Linked DNA regions of Rattus norvegicus: region 2 is linked to region 1. A link is a contact called in public Hi-C data. All regions are on one chromosome and are shown on one strand. Each heading gives the region's core, a stretch centred on a gene start, on an enhancer-like site or on the middle of the called end of the contact. The rest is flanking DNA. Distances are from core to core; before and after follow the strand shown. Region 1 has its middle 64 kb from the start of Acsl3. Region 2 holds the start of Scg2 (secretogranin II).

Region 1 (5,175 bases), core at 221-2,720:
GTCGGCAGACTTCTTCCTTGTCTTAGTTTGGAAACTTCTCCATCTCTATTAAAGCATGAAGTCATTTCTGACTGTCAATATGCTATCCAGGGCTAGTCAGAATCATGGGGGAAATCTCTCCAGTGATATGTGTCTCGTGCTTATCAGCCATGGACTGACCCGGAAGCTGAGGGCCGGGGGAGGGGGTCATCTCACTGCATAAGCATCTCCAATGATGGTGACGGACAAGCAGCTTCGGAGACCCTGGGAACAAGCCATACCCGTACTCAGAGTCAAAGGTTCTCCATCTGAAGCGCTATTCGTGGTTTGCTGCTCTCCTTATAGCACCTACCAGGAAGTGATGTGGCAGGAGCCAAGCGGAGAAAGAAAGGTGAGTAGCTAGACCCTTCTGCTTACCCAAAGGTCTCCCTGTCCCCCTGACTCACAGGGAGAAAAGTTTTATCAGTTTTTCAGACAGCCTTCGAACTCTTCCCTCCCAAAGATGAATCCTTCAGATCCCTTCCAGCCATGAAGTTTGTTGTTGTTGTTGTTTTGTTGAGATCCTTATACACACAGTGTGAGTTTGTCCTCTGGAAATGATTGGGAAGTATCCAGGGAAAGAATCACTGAAAATAAACACCACAGTGGAACATGACTGGGTCTGTGGAGTAGTCGTTCAAAACAAAGCTCAATCGAGTGAGTGGTGTGTGTGTGTGTGTGTGTGTGTGTGTGTGTGTGTGCATGCGTGCGTGTGTATGTATGTGTGCGTGTGTGTGCATGTGTGAGTGTGTGTCTGTGCGTGTATATGTGTGTGCGCATGTGTGTGCGTGTGTGTGCATGTGTGTGTATATGTGTGCGTGTGTGTGCATGTGTGAGTGTGTGTCTGTGCGTGTATATGTGTGTGCGCATGTGTGTGCGTGTGTGTGCATGTGTGTGTATATGTGTGTGTGTGTATGTGTGTGTGTGTGAGCATGCACATAAGAGAATCGGAGATGTTTTTTAATCAAATTTAACGGAGGCAATAAAGTAATTTTATATTCCAGTGGTAGAAAAATAACCTGGTCTCTCATCTGGAAACGAGGAGAAATACAAGTTTCTCATTTCTCATTTTGGGAAGATGCCAGGAGCCAGTAGGTGGGAGAGGTGAGGGGGCAAGGGAGCAGTTTTTCTTTTCTAATCTTGCTTTTTTTCTTATTTAAGCTGTATAACATGTATTGTCGTGCTTAACCCTCCCTTAAAAAATAAAATAAAACATTGCTTAGCCTCTGACTCCAGCCCTCTATCTGCTGTAAGGCAAATATCACGGAATCTGCACCTAGGCCAAGGTCCTAGGGAAATGATAAAAGGGTTTCCGTGACTCCAAAAAGGGACATTAGTGTCCACACAGAGACATCTGTCAAATACCAGCTTGTTCCCCTAGCTAATTATCCCGTGCACCCCTCTCTCACTATTTCCCAAAGACCAGCTCAACGGTGCCACTGGCACCTAGTGGATGCAAGGGAGATAGGCAGGAAGCTGTCCCCTGGACAGCAAACAGTCCCAAGCATGGGCTGGAAAAAGGCTAAGAAAGCCTGGCTCAGTTCTGGCATGGGTGGATGCTGGCCTGGGTGGGTGCTGGCTTAGCTGGGTGCTGGCCTAGCTGGGTACTGGCCTGGGTGAGTGCTGGCTTTGGTTAGGTGCTGACCTGGGTGGGTGATGGCCTGGGTGGGTGATGGCCTGGATAAGTGCTGGTTTTGGCTGGGTGCAGGCCTGGGTGAGTGCTGGCCTGGGTGGGTGCTGGCCTGGGTGAGTGCTGGCCTGGGTGGGTGCTGACCTGTGTGAGTGCTGGCCTGGGTGGATGCTGGCCTGGCTGGGTGCTGGCCTGGCTGGGTGCTGGCCTTGCTGGGTGCTGGTCTGGCTGGGTGCTGCTTTGGGAGGGTGTTAACATGGTTGGGTGCTGTTTGGGTAGGATGCTGGCCACAACCCTCTCTCCTACACGGTTTATTTTGGCCCCTCTGCTTTAAAGTCCTGCTTCTCTCAAGAAACGTGATCTTCAGTGAACCAGCCACCATAATAAATATTTGCAAATAACCTGAAATCAAGTCAAAATAAGTGTGAAAGGAAAAGCAGGAAGTAATTAAGACGATGAATATTATTGTGGGGAGTTGGAGGGGACAGACAAGGGTAACAGAGTAAATATGAACAAAAAATATTATGTAACATGTAAAGAATGGCACGATGAAACCCATCATAATATACAATTAATATATGCACAGAAAATCATTTTTAAAACCCTCCTTTTCACCCCAGCCTCTCTCTGACTCATATCCTGGCCCACTCTGCCCAGCATCCAGCCTGGCCTCCTTGGTCCCTTCTCAGGGATGCTCCATCACGGTACCCTCGGCCAGGAAGTCTCTCCCCTAAGGTTATTCAGGGCTTGTTCATCAAACCTTAATGAAATGTCATCTTTCCCAGGAGATCTTCTGAGCACGGATTGAAAGGGACATCCCTCCACTCCCACCTGATGTCCCCCATGGTATTTGTTGTCATCTGACACACAGGTTATTTCCCTTATCTAAGCTGTTGTCAGAGTCCCAGTGGGATGGATGCAAGCTCTTCAAAGACGGGATTTTTTTTTTTTTTTTTTTGGTTCTTTTTTTCGGAGCTGGGGACCAAACCCAGGGCCTTGTGCTTCCTAGGTAAGCGCTCTACCACTGAGCTAAATCCCCAGCCCCAAAGACGGGATGTTTTTATGACTATTACCACGCACACAGCTTAGGGCCAGCCATAGAAAACGTCCAGTCTGACACTGATCTCTTAACAGTGCACAAAGAGTCCTTGAGGCTTTCTTACAAATTTCATTTAGTTTATTAGGACCTCGACTTTTCTTTGCATATTCATGCAGATTGCTTTAAATGTCAGCTATTTTGTGAAGTCTGTAAGGGTTTCATCAAACCAATCCAGCTTCTTCCAGACTGGAGGCTGTGCAGCATTGAGAGGCCGTGAGCGGAGTTCCTCCGCCATCTAGTGGACAACTATGAAACTACAACTACGAGGGGGCCAACTTCCTGTTTCTACGCATGCGCTTGAGAAATGCCTGCTCATTGAGGTCCCTTCCCTATCTCCCAAAGCACCCCACCTCATCCCCTCGCCAGGCCTCGGTTTCCAGACGTCCCTTGGCTAGAAGTGTTTTAAGTTGGTGATTTTTCTCATAAAAAACGAATTTCCTCCTGGCCCAACAAAGCAGGACTCCATTCTCCCATTCCCCCAAAATCCAGAAGCCCTGCGAGGAAGAGGTGTGACTCCAGGATATGGGATGCGCCAGTTTGGGGGCGTCCTACCATATGTCTCTCATTCCAGTGTCAGAAGCCAGGTGCTAGGTATAAACACTCTTAGGAGAGAGTTGGTGGCTCACTCATTCTGGCTATTCTGACCAACAGCTGACTTGTTTAGAGGGCAGAGGTGAAAGGCTACTGGCCAGCTGGAAGGCAAGTTGTTGAGGCAGATGGACTGGAAGGGTCAGGTCTGTGACACAGGCGGAAGGGATGGGGGATGGGGGGGTCCAAATTCAACCTCTGCCTAGCTAGCTGTGTGTGACAGCACAGAATACGGAGGGAAAGGGGGCCAGGAAGTAGCTGATTCGCCTCAGCTCAGCCTGTCTTGACAACAGCCACCAAAAGCTTCTGGGAAAAGGCTGAAGACTGAATGGTGTAACTCGTTGTCATGAGAGAAACCATTTTAAACGACCCCATTTCTGACTTATGGGAAGGAATCGTGTCGGTCAAGATTTTGGAAACTGCTTGCTTTTGCAATATCTACAGAAGAAATGAAATCGAGCCATCTTGAGATTTCAACTTCAAGCTGGAATGTTTGAATCATCATCAGAAGGGCAAGGAGGAAAATCTACAGTAATGGACAACTAGGGGAAGCACAACCCAGACCCATGACAGGCACATAAGTAGCTCTCTTCAGCAGCCAGCTATGTGACCTTGGGCTCAGCCTCTCTGGGTGCCATGTCCCGCCCTGTGAAGTGGTATGGTGAGCTGTGACAAGCAGTTTGGCAACTCCTCAAAAAGCTCGACAGAGTTCCCATGTGACCCTGGATCCTGCTTCCGGATGCTCGCCTCAAAGTGAAGGCAGGAACCCAAGCAGAAGTCTGCACTGATGAAGGTGCAGACGCCCCAACCCATCACCAAGGGACTGAATAGACAAAATGTGTCATGTGTGGTGGGTAATCTGGGCAATGGTGGTGTGTGCTTTTAATCCCAGCACTCAGGAGGCAGAGGCAGGAGGTGGATCTCTGACTATGAGACTAGCCTGGTCTACACAAAGCAAGTTCCAGAACAGCCAGGGCTACACAGAGAAACCCTGTCTTGAAAAGAAAGAGAGAGAGAGAGAGAGAGAGAGAGAGAGAGAGAGAGAGAGAGAGAGAGAGAAAGGGAAGGAAGGAAGGAAGGAAGGAAGGAAGAGAAGGAAGAGAGAGAGAGAGAGAGAGAGAGAGAGAGAGAGAGAAGAAAGAAAAAAGGCAATGTTACCACAAGAAGAAGCAAACCCATAAATCAAACAGATAAACTGGTAAGAAGGTTGGTGCTAATTATCAACTTGATAGTGTCTAAACTCATCTATAGGCATCCCTGTGGGGGATTGTCTTGTGTTCATTGATATTGGATGGACCGTCTTTACCATGGGTGGCACCATTCCCTAGGCTGGCAACCCTGACTATAGAATAGAGGGTCAAATGATCATGACTCCTCATAGCTCAGTTTCTTTGACTGAGCACATAATGCAACCAGCTGCTTCAATCTCCTGCTACCTTGACATCTGCACTATGATGGACTTTGTCGGAAACTACAAGCCTAATAGTTATTAATTGATAAGATGGGCCTATAAGATGAAAGACGTTTCATCCTTAAGTCACTGCTCACAGTTGTATTGCTCCATCGAGGAAGCTGAGAAAGTAGAGAATAGCAGCAAAACAGAAGATGACAGACAAAAGAGAAGAGAGAATGGATAGAGAGTTTATAGATAAATATGTAGGCAGAGAGAGAGAGAGAGAGAGAGAGAGAGAGAGAGAGAGAGAGAGAGAGAAGGAAAGACAGAAACAGGTGGAAAGTTACTACACAGTCATGATTTGATGTCAAGTTGACACACTTGGGAAAAGGAAACTTCAATTGTCTCCATCAGATTGGATGATGGTCAGGTCTGTGAGGCATTTTC
Region 2 (5,280 bases), core at 1,664-4,163, 630 kb before region 1:
AAATCATGGTCCATTTATTTACTTATGAACCTCAGTTTCTTACTTTGTAAAATAGATATGTTGTCCATTTCAAGAATATTGAACTAGGCTTAAGTATGGTGCATAGGATACAATGGATCTCTGTAAAACCAGGGATCTATGACTAACATCATAAGGTAGGGGAGCTCAGTTACCTACCCAATGGCTCATTGCTCCCCCTACAACCTAACTCTAATGGAGCTAGTAGTCTCAGGGATCAACATCTGACATCTCACTTCTTGAACACTTGGACAAAGTTTTGCATCCATTGTGAACTCTTCTTATGTGTACTCACACATATATTCTTGTGGTTGCCTATGAATTATGCATGTGTGTGGAGGTCATCGATTCACATTCAGTTTCTTCCTCATCACCACTGCTACAATTTCTTCTCCTCCTTCTCCTTCTCTTCATCATCCTGTTCCTGCTCCTTCTCTTGCTCTCTCTTGTCTTCCTCCTCCTCTTTCCCTTCCTTCAATTCCTTTTCACTGAATTTGGAGCTTGATGGTTTAGCAAACCGACTGTCCAGCAAGTCACAGGAATTTGTTTGTCTCTGCCTTTCCAGCGCTGGGGGAAGAAGTAATATGCCTTGCACCTGGCTGAATGCAACTGATCAAACTCAGGTCCTCAAGCTTGGGTAGCAAGTGTTTAACTGAGCCATCTCCACTGAACCTGTTCTTTTTTATTATTAAAGACATTTGGAGGTAAGAGGCTGTTTGTAGGACTTTTAAAACACCATGGATTTTGGTCTTTGTCCAATAAGTTCAGTAGTGTTTGAGTGAATTAACTTGGACAAGAGTGATCTTCCGGACAGCGCTTCAGACCTATTCTGAATCGACTCACCGTTTAAGAATAATTAACCATGTGGAATTTCTAAGGCTGTGTCGATACTGGTAAATTCAACTGATCATATAGAACTGCTAGACAGAAAATTAAGTGAAACCAGTGGGACGTAAAGTGAATAAGTAAGTCATAAACAAAGAAATAAATTTTAAAAGTTAAGTGAAACCCGGACCATCTTTGTTAAGACTTCGAGAATGTGATCTGTGTACAAAGCTAAAATCCAAGCAAATGACCTCATGCTACTAAAATGTTGCCTTGATAACAAACCATGTGTACACAAGTCTTTTCAACCTAGCACTTGACCATGCTCTACAAGCTCACGGTGAAGCATCACTACACACCAGTACATTGGATACGCAGCCCCAGAATGTACCAGTGAGTTCCCTGTGAATCCAGGTGTGATGGTCTCTCATCACTGAGGAAAATTTCCCAGAGCAAAGAGAGGTCAGTGAGGACTACCTTCTGTGAGATTTTTAACTTCATAAGTTTTTTTAACTAGCTTAGTATTGATTTCATAGTCATCAGTTTTGAACAGTTCAACAGTGTTTTGTAGTAGGAAGTCTTACAAACCTAATAAGAGATTGGCTTAGGCCTATTAGCTGGAAGTCTTACCTCATCACGCTCAATTACTAAACAGTCAACTAGTAAGCCACAAACCTTTCAAAGCTTTCCGAATGGCCTCCTCTTTAGCACTTTCCAATGTATATTAAAATAATTTATCTTTCATTCCCATTGACCAAAGCCTTCTTAAAGCCAGAAAGCTATATTCATTTTCCTGTCTCCAGTAGTTCAAAAAATATCTGGTACCTCATAAGCATTAGAACTCTGTTCATGGGTAGATAAGATTGGAATGGGATTGTTAAGTGAGAAGGGACTTTTAGAGGACCTCACCCAACAAGATTTCTTTCACGTTTTCAAAAATATACTTCAATATATACAGGGTTAGAGGACTCACATCTTTAATAAAATAAAGTTAAAAATTTAGATCTCTATAAATTATTAAAGTACCTAATCAGGTTCCATGGCAAAGCCCAGCCACAGTTATGAATTATAAAACCATGAAGCAGTGAATTAACTCCTACGTTGTCCCGAGTGGGTCTCATTTATTAAAGTTATTTGCCCCAACTTACTCAACCAGAACCTAAAAGTATTTGTGACGTACTATGTTGTCTTGATGGCAAGAAGGTCTAGGCATATGAAAATCAATTTCTCTCTCTCTCTCTCTCTCTCTCTCTCTCTCTCTCTCTCTCTCTCTCTGCCTTCCTAGTAGGCAGTGTGGTTTTTGGAGCACACAGTTTCTTAGCCATCCCTTGCAACATCAGATAGTACTGAAGATTTGAACGGACTCATATGTAGGTATCAACAACTTGAACGTCTTGTGAGCACTCATTTTGAGCACTGTGCTGGAAGTATTCCGCTCGATTCTCATATGAAAAATAAGCATCTCACCTTTTTTGTTCAAACAAACCAGAGTTTTAAATCAGTTCTTCCTGGAGTCATGACATGAAATACAATCTTTTATATTTGCAAATATTCTGTTCATTGTGGCTGCACCAGGAAATGAGGACGCATTTCTTTATGGGAACAAATAGAAAGATAGTCATTATCTGTAAAACTCTTATAACAATGACATGGCAGCAATCGCAAGAAACCCTTCTAAACAAGGCGTGAAAACGCAGGCGAGATGTCCTTGCAATTAGTCATGTCTGACAGATTTCTTTCTTTCTAAGGGAATTTGTGCTGGATATTTTATTTTGAGCCTCGGAGATTCTGATAAAAGAAGGGGGAAAAAAAAGTAAGCTGTAGTTTTTGCTACATAAGACAGGTGGCGTAAGCATGCAATGCTTTAAAAAAAATATCTAAAGTGATTGTTTTCTCTCGGATTCTTTGAAAAAGCTCGCCTGCGCTGGGGTTTGAGGCTGAGCCGGTGACGTCAGCGAGGAATGCGGAGTCAGGCGCCCAGGCTCGCTATAAGCCGAGGAGCTGTCCGGTGCTGAAACGGCCCGAGCCCTCACTCGGCGGCAGAGAGGAGCATGCTTGGAGCCTTCCACACAATATAAGACAGAGGTAAGACTGCTTTCTCTTCTATTTACTAGAAAGTTCTTAATTGCGTATCTCTTCCTGTTTTCCCAGATGAGAGGAAAAAGATCGTTGGCAAGCTTATATTGATAGACTAACCGGACAACCTGCTGCTTTTCAGGCAAGGATACTCTAAATGTGTGCATACATGAGGGATGTTGTCATTTACAGGTCTTGTCAGAGACATTAACTATAATGTTATTGAGCAAAACTGTATGCAAGGACCTCTCCTTGCATAGTTGCAAAGTTGAGGATTTTAATGTCAACGTGCCGATTAATGTAAAGTTAACCGAACCTTATGTTTTGATTCTTTTCCTACCGTGTTGATTTTTCTCTCTCATGAGTCAGATATAGAGCCAAAAATATAATTTATGTGCTTAATAATCCTAACAGTCAGTTTACAAGGATTCAAATGCCATTAATCATGTGAGTCACAGAGGCAAAAATTTAGATTTGTTTTTTTCTTTGATATTCACCTTATGGGAACTCTGAATTAATTATTAATTATTTTACGAACTGGTATATTCTAGAAAGGCTTATGTTATTATGTGCTGAGTTTAGTCTTGAGAAAGCAGCTTAGAATAATTTTGAACATTGATTTTTTTCCTTTTCAAAGGTGAACTATTTCTTTGTGGGAAAGGTTTATGTTACTGTGAATGACAGAGAAATGATAACTTTGAATCCAGGGAAGAAAACATGTAGATGCATATAGACTGTGGTTGTAATTTTTGTGCGTTGGTTGGAAAAGCTGATGTGTTACTTGCTGAAGAGGTTGATTGAAACAAATTTGTTTCTGTTTATCCTAACTAGGTAGGTTGTGTGTTGATGGTTCAGCGTCAATATTTCATCTGATTTCATAGGAAAGGCGTTTTTACTGTAAGGGGCATTGGTAATAGCTGTCTGAGGAGACACAGTGTTCCTGCCATTTGGACTTCAGAAAATTAAATTTCAGTCAAACACGGTGTAAAATGTTAGAACTATTAAAGCCATGTCCACTGCTTGCAAGGGAAGCTCCTGGGGGAAGTGAAGTCCTTTGAGTGTTAGAAGCAAGAACGGTGTCATCTGAAGTAAACCAGAGTCAATGACGAGATGGCCATGCCTGCCAGGCTGTGATTCAAACTGCAATGAGCAGTCTTTCTTAATTCTACAAAAAAAAAAAAAAAAAAAACAAAAAAAAAAAACAAAAAAAAAAAAAACAAAAAAACAAAAAAAAAACCCCAAAAAAACAAAAAAACAAAAACAAAACAAAAAAAAACCCCAAAAAAACTCCCTCCAAAGTAGTGGCTTCACAGATAATCATGTAATCCGCATGTTAAGATGTGTTAAGAATATGTCAAGATAATGATCTTAAAGCAAATACACTTAATATGGTTTTCAAGATAACATGTAACCTGACAGTGGTGAAACCTGATTGCCAGAGCTAAATCAATCCTGAAATAATATGAAATATTATATATATTATATATACATATACATATGTTGATGTATATATATAACCTTTATTGAAACTTAATTATATCACTCGCAAGTTTATGAATACAGTTTCTTGAAGTAAGCATTTGTTTATCTTGAAAACATTCTGTGTATGCTTAAATAACCCACTTGGTGATCATTTTGATCAGCCTATATATGTATGCATGCAAAGGAAGTTTCTATGCCTGCAACCTATTGACAGTTCGAAAAAAATCATAACATTATCAGCAAGATCTGTTAAGCAAAATGTTGACATTTAATCTAACAGGAAATTATTTTCACATAACTTTCCTTATTTGTCACCAAACCATGTTGCATTGAAGGCATGAATAAACGTATACATTTATGTGCATTTGGTTACAGAAGAATTTGCAAGGACTTAAATAGCTTCTCCAGTTTTCAGCAACGCCCAGCAGGAAACATACAAGTGATTCCTCTTACTAATCCATCTGTGAGATTTTAAAAATATTGAAGAAAAAAATGAATGAAGGTTTTTTCTTTTCTTTCTTCCTTTTTTTTAAGTAGGAAGAATTCAACAAATCGTCTATGTTTATCTAAATTGGGAGTTACATAGTGGTTATTTTCAGATTTTCTAACAGTGTGTGTGAGTCACTTAAGATTTCACAGGTCCCTATAAAAATAGACAGAGACATGAGACAAACTGAATCTGAACACTCAAAAGCTTAGAAATAGACTAGTTAAGTAAACTTATGTTCTCTCTGTAGCATCTGTTTGTTTACTCTACACTAGAGGAAGGATGAAAAATATAACCATAATTGCATTTGCAAGTCAGCCATAATACAATTACTTGAAGATTGGCACATAGAAAAATTTAAAAGTGTAGGTTATTAATTTTCCAGGTTTCCA

What was found. Hi-C and Micro-C count contacts between places; a contact is called where the count stands out from the background.
Region 2: a Hi-C map of Schwann cells shows a contact between it and region 1, with 19 times the contacts expected there. The contact joins the promoter of Scg2 here to the enhancer-like site in region 1. A contact is called at or near these places in 6 of 12 Hi-C or Micro-C datasets (the A7r5 cell line, Schwann cells, frontal cortex and 3 more).

What each region holds. Positions count from the first base shown.
Region 1 is chr9:87,624,541-87,629,715 of GRCr8, reverse strand. No RefSeq gene overlaps it. Among named protein-coding and RNA genes, the nearest start is that of Acsl3, 64 kb to the right of the region's middle. Within about 2 kb of position 1,470, at least 7 of the 93 cell types and tissues checked have an H3K27ac peak or open chromatin away from gene starts, as enhancers often do. A contact at or near this core is called in Schwann cells, where this site is marked.
Region 2 is chr9:88,254,499-88,259,778 of GRCr8, reverse strand. It overlaps Scg2 (secretogranin II), which reads left to right and starts at 2,913. Exons shown (of 2, transcript NM_022669.2): 1 at 2,913-2,928.